3 separate regions of the Mus musculus genome follow, and regions 2 and 3 are each linked to region 1. A link is a contact called in public Hi-C and promoter capture Hi-C data. All regions are on one chromosome and are shown on one strand. The core of a region is the stretch at or near the end of the contact, and the rest is flanking DNA. Distances in the headings are between cores, read along the strand shown. Region 1 holds the start of Fggy (FGGY carbohydrate kinase domain containing). Region 2 has its middle 51 kb from the start of Gm12707. Region 3 has its middle 22 kb from the start of Gm12707.

The links. Promoter capture Hi-C pulls out the DNA fragments that hold promoters and counts their contacts. Hi-C and Micro-C count contacts between places; a contact is called where the count stands out from the background.
Region 2: a promoter capture Hi-C map of neural stem cells shows a contact between it and region 1. The contact joins the enhancer-like site here to the promoter of Fggy in region 1. A contact is called at or near these places in 5 of 39 promoter capture datasets (the C10 cell line, liver, macrophages and 2 more), 2 of 484 Hi-C or Micro-C datasets (embryonic fibroblasts and uterus), 1 of 115 datasets of contacts at active chromatin or transcription factors (CD8 T cells) and 1 of 9 other capture datasets (adipose tissue).
Region 3: a Hi-C map of muscle stem cells shows a contact between it and region 1, with 1.8 times the contacts expected there. The contact joins the enhancer-like site here to the promoter of Fggy in region 1. A contact is called at or near these places in 4 of 39 promoter capture datasets (3T3-L1-derived adipocytes, the C10 cell line, liver and 1 more), 2 of 484 Hi-C or Micro-C datasets (adipose-derived mesenchymal stem cells and muscle stem cells), 2 of 115 datasets of contacts at active chromatin or transcription factors (the 230-238 cell line and heart atrium) and 1 of 9 other capture datasets (adipose tissue).

The regions. Positions count from the first base shown.
Region 1 is chr4:95,555,742-95,559,239 of GRCm38.p6, forward strand. Fggy (FGGY carbohydrate kinase domain containing) reads left to right here and starts at 1,766. Exons shown (of 16, transcript NM_001113412.1): 1 at 1,766-1,850. It overlaps Gm40206 (a long non-coding RNA gene), which reads right to left and starts at 1,625. Exons shown (of 2, transcript XR_867942.1): 1 at 1,078-1,625.
Region 2 is chr4:95,433,132-95,436,629 of GRCm38.p6, forward strand. No RefSeq gene overlaps it. Among named protein-coding and RNA genes, the nearest start is that of Gm12707, 51 kb to the right of the region's middle. Within about 2 kb of position 1,595, at least 41 of the 459 cell types and tissues checked have an H3K27ac peak or open chromatin away from gene starts, as enhancers often do. A contact at or near this core is called in neural stem cells and uterus, where this site is marked.
Region 3 is chr4:95,461,456-95,464,953 of GRCm38.p6, forward strand. No RefSeq gene overlaps it. Among named protein-coding and RNA genes, the nearest start is that of Gm12707, 22 kb to the right of the region's middle. Within about 2 kb of position 1,691, at least 22 of the 459 cell types and tissues checked have an H3K27ac peak or open chromatin away from gene starts, as enhancers often do. A contact at or near this core is called in adipose tissue and muscle stem cells, where this site is marked.

The DNA of each region.
Region 1 (3,498 bases), core at 516-3,015:
AGCCACATTGTGTCAGCTAGTATTTTATAAAGTACTCAAGATTTGTTATTTCTTTCCATAAATTGTAGCCTGAAAATGTACATTTCCCATAGTCCCTGAGGCAGCAGACACATTCCGTTCTGGGATAGGTTAAGGAAGAGCTGGGGCAATGCATAATAGGTATTAAGCATCCGACCGTTTGCACAACATTTCTGTGATGTAGTTTCAGATGGTTCTGTAGTAGAGGTCAGTCACCTGATTTCTAGTGCTAGTTGAGCTGTGGGGTCTTTTGGACTCAGCCTGGTCTGGTGTACACAGCATTAGGGACTCACTTTCTTTCACCGTGTTTCTTTCCTCTGTGTGCCTTTTATCCCAAGGTCCTTTTATTGTTTAAAATGGCTGCTGGAGGCCCAGCCACAACACTATTTTTGCTACTGGTCATATGCTATTTAAGAGGACTCAAATAAAAACTCAAATACAGCAAAGACGAGAAACAGCTATCCACAAAGGCCAACACACTAGTTTATGTTTAGCAACGAGGAGACCTTTCAGGTTCCCACCCAAGCCATAGACTGTGAGGCAACAGGCGCGTTGCATTTCTGGGATACATTAAGGAAGAGCTGAGCCAATGTAGCATGTGTATTAAGCATCCAAACTTTTGCAAAACATATACATGTCTGGTACTTAATTTGTTCTTCATAGTGCTCCGGAAAGAAAGACAACCAGGTCTTAATATTATAATTCCCGTTGTATGCTTGGTCCACATGACTAAGTAACAGATCTGAGACTGTGCAGACAATTTTTTGAATAGCTGGAAATGCAATCATAGTGTAGATCTTAACAGTTAGGTTCTTAACTGTCCGGATGCTGAGACCCTTTATAATAGTTCCTCAGGTTGTTGTGACCCAACCATAAAATTATATTTTTTGTTACTTCACATATCTACTTTTGCTATTGTTATGAATCATAATGTAAATATCTGATATAGGTCACCAAAGAAGGTTGAACACTGCTTGTGTAGAGGAAAATAAATCCAAACCAAGACCTCCAGGAGAGTGCAGGACTAATCCTGTGGCCTCAGCCTCACCGAGTTCTTACCTGGATGACGGAGAGAGATCGATCACTCGTTTACTCTCAGGTCATGTGGATACTAGTCTTAACATAATAAACACACTAGGTCTGACTAAGGAAGTCTCTGTTATCGAGAAGGGTTGGTTTTCGCAACCTTGGAATAGTCCCCAGGAAAAGAAAAAAGAAAAAAAAGAAAAAAAAAAAGCCAAACCGGTTTTGGACTCTCAGTATCTAGCGATGAGGGTACCGAGAGTCCATGTAGCTTACTGGTATGTCAACTTCTCAAAGGCAGGGGTCATCTATCTTTTAGATTTACGGTGTCGTCTCTACCTCAAAGCCTCGACCACAGCATAAAGTGTGAGAGTTCCTGAAAAGCACCAGGTATAAAGGGTTCAAGGAATTGAAGCCCATAGCAATCCTGGTGCTCAGCCGAGGGCGATTTAACAGGAAATATCCACCACATACTGTAGGTTGGCTAGGTTAGCTGGCGCTCAGAGGGGATTGCTTAGATTGAGCCGTCTCTGTTGCCTGGGCATCTTTAAAATCCAGGCAGCGAAAGGATTTTGAAATGCAAACCCAAGACTTACAGTACAGTGGGGAGGAGCAGGGCTCACAAGTACTGGCCATTCACGGTGCCCGTTTCAAAGGACCAATCAGGTTGCTCCTTACAAGGGTTGCTGGAGGGGCTGGACTGAAGCGGGCGGAGTCACAGCTTGTTTGGACCGCCCTGCTGGGTGCGGTGCGGCTGTGCATGGTGGCCTGCTGGCCTGCTAGCTAGAATGTGATTTCATATTGGACAAGTAAGTGACCCTCCCAGGGGTTCTTGCAGGCACGCAGGCTCTTAGCCAGCTCCCCCCAAAAGCTTCTCTAGCCTGCTAAATGTTTCCCTCCTTCACCTTTGGGTCTCACAGCCAGGCCACTGGTTGGCCTTTCAGTTTCTTGTGTATTCTGGGTGAGGTGTCTTGCCCAAGGGAGAGGCCTTTACTGCATCCCAATGACTGCCCTACAGATGTCTGGGGCCTAAGGCCCTATCTCTCTGAGTAGTGTACAGTTAATTAAATAAAGTGTTTTTTCTTTCTCCCAGAAAAGAGAATTTTGCAATGCACCCCCGCCCCGCACCCCAATTTGGGGACAATTCTCTAAACATTTTAAGTCGTTGATTTCAAGTTTGGCAATGTAAAAGCGTTTCAAGGCTGGTGCTGTTTAAGGCTATAGAAGCTGAGCATCTGGAGATAGTGTTTGGTGCGTACTTCAGTTTAAATGGGATAATGCCATCTGTCTTGTTACAGGGCTGCAGGCCAGGAAGGGTATAGGGGGATCTTTCCATGTTTATGAACTTCATGACCATTTCAGGATGGAGACACACACTGTGGGGGAACTCCTCTGTCACTGGTCCATTCACTGGAGCACTGCTTACATTTTAGCTCGAATTTCTTCTCCTAGTTAAAGGGCAAACTGTGGCCAAGTTTGACTCTTTTTTGATCAAGTGTGTGTGTGTCAATTCAAAAGGTCCCATTGGATTGTGCTTTTAGGGAGCAAATCCATAAGGAAGAATTAAAGTCTGAGTTTGTGGCTGGATTTGTAGATTTGTCTTTTGTTTCATTTTCTTGTCCTTTTTAAAGGGTTTCCCGTCTTTACTGTGAGCTATGTGAGTCCTGATGTTTCTCTTTTCTGTTGCTAGCTGGGGGTGCTGCTAGTCTGTCTTCTGGAGTCTCCTTCTAATGCAGCTGTCATGCTTGGTCTTGACTTAAAGGCTTCTGCCCTGGCTGTATGAATAAGAGCCCCAGAGGACTGCTCCTGACTGATGGGGTCTGGGGTGGAAAATAGGGGATGAGGAGGGCCTATGGATGATTTTTTTTGAGGGGGGGGGGTGGCTTAGGATTAGGAAGTCAAAGTTTGCAAGTAAGGAGGAGGGAATAACCCAGTTGGTGGAGCACTGTGTTTCTGGGAAGGGTGCCAGGTTCTTATCCAGGCTCTCATGAATTTTGCTGGGCTTTGTCTTCTGGAATTTAGTTCTTTTTCTATAACCTTTATCTAAAAACTACAGCCAATTATTAGCCTTTTTAAGGACGACGACGACAACAACAACAACAACAACAACAACAACACCAGGTTGGGGAAAGCCCCGTCTTTAAACTCCCAGCCAGAAGGGGAGTCTGACATAGTTCTTTGTCTGGATTGTGCCATAGAGATCATTTAACTCTTGAGATGATCGCAGGCAGAGAGGTGTTCTCAGCCAGGGTAGTTAGTAGCAGCCCCATGTAGTAGTGACTGACATACAATTAACTGTATATTTTAGATTCCATTTGCTGAGATTTTAAGCATTCCAGCATCATTGATGATAATGGGTTTTGATTTGTAATTTTCCTTTCTTGTATTTTCTGAGTTATATTTTCTGACTAATATTGGCCTTAAAGAATCAGTTAGGGAGTATTTTTACGCGTGTGC
Region 2 (3,498 bases), core at 345-2,844, 120 kb before region 1:
AAGATTAGGATTTTATAGCTCAGGGGAAGGAGATTTCCAAATGGGGATTTGGAAAGTAATTGGGCAGGATTATAGAAGCAGAACACAAGCACAACAAGTTGGTCATAAAAAATCTCCTGATTCAAAGACACAGTTGCAAGGTGGTTATAACAACAGGTGGTCATAATAACCTTTACAAACACAGGCATGGTTGCCATTTCCTGGAGCATGCAGTACAGAACCATTTGTAGTTAAGGTTATAGGTGGAGCATAGCCCAGTCCTTGAGAAACAAAGCTTTAATCACAAACAGGAATGAATTTGATTTGTCTATACTGTAAGATGGTTTTCATGCCCAAAATGGAAGCAGTCTGGTTCATCAAATTTTTATTTATGCAAGGGCTGCTATAAAAGCGGAAGACAGGAAAGACAGCCACTGGGCCTCAGCGTGCTGCTAGCTTTCAATGTACCCTTTCCTGTCCCCTTTCAGAATGTGCTTCACCAGATAAGAAACTAGCCAGTTTTCCTTCTAGTATAGATCCTTTGCTCTGTGAAAGGACAAATTGGTTACTCTTCTTCTCTGAAGGTAAATCGCTAACACTTCCGTCAAGGCAGATTTTTCAAACCATTTGTCTGAACTTGAGACAGGAAGGAATGTTCCCTGAAGTTGTTGAGGGCAGAGGACAGGAGGTAAGAAGGAGCCATTCCAGGAAGTTTGCTCCTGCCAGCAAAGGAAAAAAAAAAAAAAAAAAAAAAAAAAAAAAAAACGGGCTATTTGGCTTCACTTCTCCATGTAATCATGTTGCTTGTCCTCATCAGACGGGCTATTAGCATTTGAGTCTAAGCCAGTGTTTCTGTAGTATCATCCACAACTCCTAGTCTAAAGCAACCTACCTCTCCACTTGCCCTTGTTACGAATTCCCCCATGAAAGAAGAGGTTCCACTTGCGAGCCGTCACAGATTTAGTATAGGCTTTCCCTTGGAGATATTGTCATCTTTCATCAGAGGAGAGAAGAGCAAAGATCTTCCTTCAGAAAGGTCAAGCAACAACAGGAACACACACACTTAAATTTTAAATTCTACTTTAATTTGTAAAGAAAAGATATAGTTCAAGCTGGCCTTGAGTTTGTGATCCTTGTGCTTCAACATCATATGCACTTTCTACAACTGGCTATGCATACTTTTAGAGAGTTTGACTGTATGTGGACCCTTAAGAGCTTAGACTAAGTTGGCTGTTGGGATCAACCAGAGGACAGAGGGAATGAGGCCCAATGGAGCTTAAAGGCATGGAGATGTAGCTCATAAGGTAGTAATGACAAACATCGACAGAACCTCAGTGGCATCATAGGAACATTGCAGAGCTGTCCCCCAGCTCAGGGAGTGAAAGTCAGAATTAGAACAAGAAAACTGCTCTAGCTGGACATTCCGTGTACTGCTTACTACCTCGAGGCAAGGGTTTTTGTAGTTCATGCAGACTGGACATGAATGTGTTAAGCTACTCAATCTGAACTCCTACAGCCAGCAGAAACATTTGATGTTGTGCCCAGGAAGTCTATCCCAGAGTGACTAATTCCCTCACAGCAGGGAAGCCTTTTCTCAGGTTGAACTCTGTCTGGAAGCTGCTCTTTTCTTGTCAGAGAGCCAGGGGCAATCTCTTTCACCCTATCCTTATCCAGACCAAGAGTAGATAAAGGGAAGCCAACTCCCATCAAAGCCTCTTAGATCACAATAGAGGTGCTGAGAGACACCCCTTGCTTTTTGCACAAGGTAGGCAAACAAACGTTCTTATCAGCTACTGAGGACCACCCGTCCCTTTACCCCACCGCACAGGGTCTAAGGGTCTCCCCTATTAAGAGGACTCTAAGACTTCTTACCATTAAAGTTCTCTCAAGCATCCTCATTTTTAGCACACTGGCTCAGAAACAATTGTTCTCATTGTCTCAAGTTACTTGTTTAAGAAGAGTGCTTCATTCATTTCTCTTAGAAACACTGGGCCATATGTTTACTAGGTCCAGCTACAAAGTGAGATGGGGGAATGTTCCCTAAGTTGTTCAGAGTGACGCTACTTACCACATACAGAGCCATGTGGCATCACCAAATTCTTTGTGAATTTCTGACCTTTGCTCCAACCTCTAAAATGCGTGAGCCCCTTTCTTATGGTCTAGTTTTTTTTTTTTTTTCTCTAGAATTTCCTCGTACAACACAGAAGCCACTTCAGAGTGAAGAGTCGTAGCTTAGATCAACAACAGCAGTAATAAAATCAAACAACCCAATAAAAATGAAAAAGGACAAAATGTTCAGTCATTTCTTTTTTTGTTTTTTGTTTTTTGAGACAGGGTTTCTCTGTGTAGCCCTGACTGTCCTGGAACTCACCTTGTAGACCAGGCTGGCCTCAAACTCAAAAATCTGCCTGCTTCTGCCTTCTGAGTGCTGGGATTAAAGGCATGAGCCACCACACTCATCTATGTTCGGTCATTTCAACAAAAAAGAAATGTAGATTGCAAATTAGCTCATGAAATGATTTTCAATATTATTTTTTCTTGGGGAAAACATCTAGATCTATAATGATAGCAAATGGCTCTGTGGTAAAGGGCTTGGTACACAAGCATGAGGACCTGAGTTTGATGCCCAGCACTCCCATAAAAAGCCAGGCATGATGGCATGGTTTGCATCCCAATGATGAAGAGCCAGGGACAGGTAGGTCCCAGGGGCTCCATGGCCTAACAGCCTAACCCAGTTGAAAACGAACAGCTTCTCAAGAGGAACAACACCAAGGTTGCTCTCTGGCTTCTGTGTACCTGCATTCATATGAGTAAGTATGGCCCTTTCCCCAATATCTTCACATGCCTACTTGATGGCTAAGGTTAGTGAGGACAAGGAACAACTGAAGCTTTCAAACACAGCCAGTGAGAATTAGAACAACCACTGTGGAAAATGATGAGGCAGTTTCTTATATATATACTATAACCCAGCCGTTACACTTCTAGATATTGGTCCAAATTAACATGCATAGCCATAAAACACATGTATATGTGTATTCATGGCACCTTGTTTGAGCTGCTATGTGCACTGCTTGCTACAGTTTGACTATGAGATATCCCTCTCAAGTCACATGCTGCATGTTTGGAAATATTAGTTGGCCTGAGGAGCTCTGCTTACTTCTGGCTCATAACAGCTTTGATCTTTTCCTGTCTCACCACCAGTGTCTCTCTGGATGCAGTCTTCAAGGAGCTATGATCATGGGAAGTGGCCAGCATAGAAGGAAAAGTCAGGGGCTGGAACGAGAGCCCTCATCATTTTGACTCACTGTCTAACCTTGGATTAAACACTAATGCTTCCTGCATATCAAAATCTTGGCTTGAAGAAGAAAGCAGCTGTCGTTGGGAGTTGTAAAAGTAAATGATATACAACATATAACCATGTTTCAAAGACAGCGGAATATTTTTCTCCCACTTCCATCCTAGAGCCCTAGTAGAGAAAGTATAAAACTCAAAAAGCAAAACAGAACTCTAAAATACCCA
Region 3 (3,498 bases), core at 441-2,940, 94 kb before region 1:
AAATATTTAGGTGGTCCAGATCCATTTGGCTCATCCCTCTCATCCTCTTCCTTCTTTTATATGTCTTCCTCTAGGTTCATGTTATGTCTGTGAGTCATTAATAATATTCACATCTAGCTTCATTCTTCCAAACTTTTGTTTGGCACCCCTGCCCCTGGCATAGCCTTTCCTTATCATATCCTGGAGACCCAGATGAAATTCACACACACACACACACACACACACACACACACACACACACACACACAAGCACACGCATACTTGCACATGTACAGCCCTTTCTTACGTCCCCAAGTCAAGTAGCTCGTTCTGTCCTCAAAACTGCCATTGTACTGTATCTGCATTTTTATCTCTTAAAACACTAGAATTAAAACACTTAAAACACGTCATTGATTTTCAGCTCCAAATTGTACATCCATCAGTTAAACTGTCAAGTCTCAGCTTACTCACCTGAAAAGTGGCATGCTCTTCAGCAGTTAGTTATGAACTTCACTCCTGTATAAGTTCAATAGGGGACTGTCTCATACAGCTGCTTAGCCTGTAGCCTAACTAACATTCATGTGGCTCTTCACAAGGGATTAATTCACACCAAAACATGAAAACAGCTTGGCAAATGGCCAAAAACACAATAAATTATTTGCTCCTCAAACATTGTAGGTAGACTTTCCTAGGGACTGAAAATATCACCTTCAGAGTCTTTTTATAGTTTCTTGCTTGTGCCTCACTATAAACTTAGGGAGTAGGAATTAGTTTTTTTCTCATTGTGTCATAGAAACCAGGTCTCCAACAAGAAGCTTGTTAACACTAACATGCAAATATTCAGCATTCCTGGTAACCCTGGAGAGGAGGGACACAATAACCTGTGGCCGGACAAAGCTGCTTCTAAAGGTTCTCTTGATGCAGAGGCCTAACTCCTAATTAAAATCTAAGCCCTACCTAAAACAAGGTAAAATGTGTGAGGACTTAAATAATGCTATTTTAATCACCCTAGCTTTTTCCTTCTTGTTAGCCTAAAATCGAGTTGAAGTAACCAGGCAGCCTCTGATTCTATCACAGACTTTGTCATTCAAGAGACATTTTAATAAAATTACATGGCCAGGGGTAGAATACTTGTATCCACTTTCATAACTCATAATAAACACGTGAGACTCCCTCCCTCTTTTCACAAATGGAGAAATGAAGATACACAGAGGTCAGGCAACTTGCCCATAGTTCATAGTCAACAAGTGAGATCATCCGAGTTAAGTCCTCCACATCTTAGCTGGCAGTTTTGAAGGGCCTGGTTAACTCTCAGTCGCTGCAGTCTGAGCATCCCTAATCCAAAGATCCCAAGTTTGGAGTGCTCCCAAAGCAGATTGTGGAGCACTTCTGCATCATAGATTTGTTGATTAAGATTTTCTAACAGGTGAATAACAAAATCCAAATAATTTGAAACATGTTATGCCTATATATTTTGAATAAGGGATGGCCAACTGTATTTTCACAATTTTGAATAGTAGGTAGAGATATCAATTAAATTCTTCCAACTCTAATTTCACTCTTGCACTTTCCCTCTTAGACTCCCTGTACCACACTTTGCATGAGATAACCCACCCAAGCATGTTGATAGCATCCCTTGCACAGATAGCCTCTGTGCCAAGGTTTGCTGTCTGTGATTTCTATGCCCTTGGCCTCTAACCACCACATGAACGTCATCCACAGCAATAATGACGAGTGCCTGCAGCTCAGACCACTGAGAGAAGTCCAGTGTTGTTCTGTTCCCCTCCTCTTATCTCATGTCCACATCAGCATCTCCATTTGATGGATGCAGAACACTGAAGTAACTTTTCAAGGCCACACAGCTAACATCCATCAGCTTCGGTTGGCAACAACCCAGATGGCCTCAGAAATCTTCTTCTCAACCACCATGGTACTCCATCTCTCTTATTCCATGGGGAGGGCTCTGTTTCAGTCACCTGAGGCATCAACGTACCCATGACCCCTGAGCATTTGAACTGCTTAGTCCCAGCTCATAAGCTGTTGATTCTCTAGTTTGCCTTGCTACATGCCGTTGGGCTTCACAGATTCCTGGGTACTGAACTTTCTCTTTGGAAATCTGCTGGAATTTGTGCCTGGGACAGCTGCCTGGACCTCTTACTCTTGCCCAGCCCAAACTTTCTGGAAATCTGCTTTGCCTGCCTCCCTGGATACCAGGTCACCACCCTCCAGGCCTCCCCAGTGGCCTCCCCAGTAATCCCCCCACCCTGTACGTGCAGCTGTTTCTGGAGGAGCTACACTCAGGCCCAACCCCAAATGCCTGTTGTGACATCCTGAAAGAATCTGACTGAGGCCACTTGGGTGTTAGCCCCGTCTACAGACTCGAAGCATAAGAGGTATAGAGGAAAGAGCCAGCTGAGTCCCTACACAATAGCTATGTGCAAGTTATTCCGCCTCCTTGAAGTTTATCAGCTGCAAAACTAAAAGCAGTGATGCACATCCCATAGTGAGGTTAGTGGGTTCAGTGAGATTGATTGCATGTTGTATGTGAGCTTGGGCACAATTTGGGGAAGATATTCCTCTGGCATGTACACGCTCTCTAAAGCCTAGAATCTCATACTTTTAATAAAAATTCAGTTTGGAAAGAGAGAAATATTGAACTTTGCATTTTGGTGAAATAGCTTAGAGAAAATATCCTTCTCAGGGCATGTCCTCAGCAGGAGTCATCTCTCCCCCTTCCTCTTTTTTAAATGGAAAATAACAAAGTCATTAGTTGTCACTTTTATGCTCCAATTTTCAAAGGTGTAATTCAAATAAAGTTAACACTAAAGTAATAAACCAATATATCATAGAAAGTTTCATTAAAAAGGAAAGTGTTTTAGATTTACTTTTTCAAGATTCTACATGTTATTTTGCTTTTTTGAGAAAGAGTCTCAGTGTCAGGCTACAACTGATCTCAAACTTAAAATTATCCTCCGTCAGTACTAACAGTTTTGGGATCCACATGCAAAGAGAGAATTAGCATCAGGTTGGAGACTATATCTCTACATTTCAAATGACTGTCCTATTTTGTGCCACTTGTGTAACATAAGAAAAGGTATTTAACCTCTCTGGGCTTCTGTCTGCAGAAGCAGGAATCACATTGCCTTATAGAAGTATCTTGAAGTTTTCACAGATATGCCATCTGTGCAGTGGCTGAACCATGAGAAAGCCTCAGCCAGTACGATCTTTTCCATCTGTCTTAGTCAGGGTTTCTATTCCTGCACAAAACATCATGACCAAGAAGCAAGTTGGGGAGGAAGGGATTTATTCAGCTTACACTTCCACATTGCTGCTCATCACTAAAGGAAGTCAGGACTGGAACTCAAGCAGGTCAGGAAGCAAGAGCTGATGCAGAGGCCACGGAGGGATGGTACATACTGGCTTGCTTTCCCTGGCTTGCTCAGCTTGCTTTCTTAGAGAACCCAGGACTACCAGCCCAGGGATAGCACCACCATCAGTGGTCCCTCCCACACTTGACCA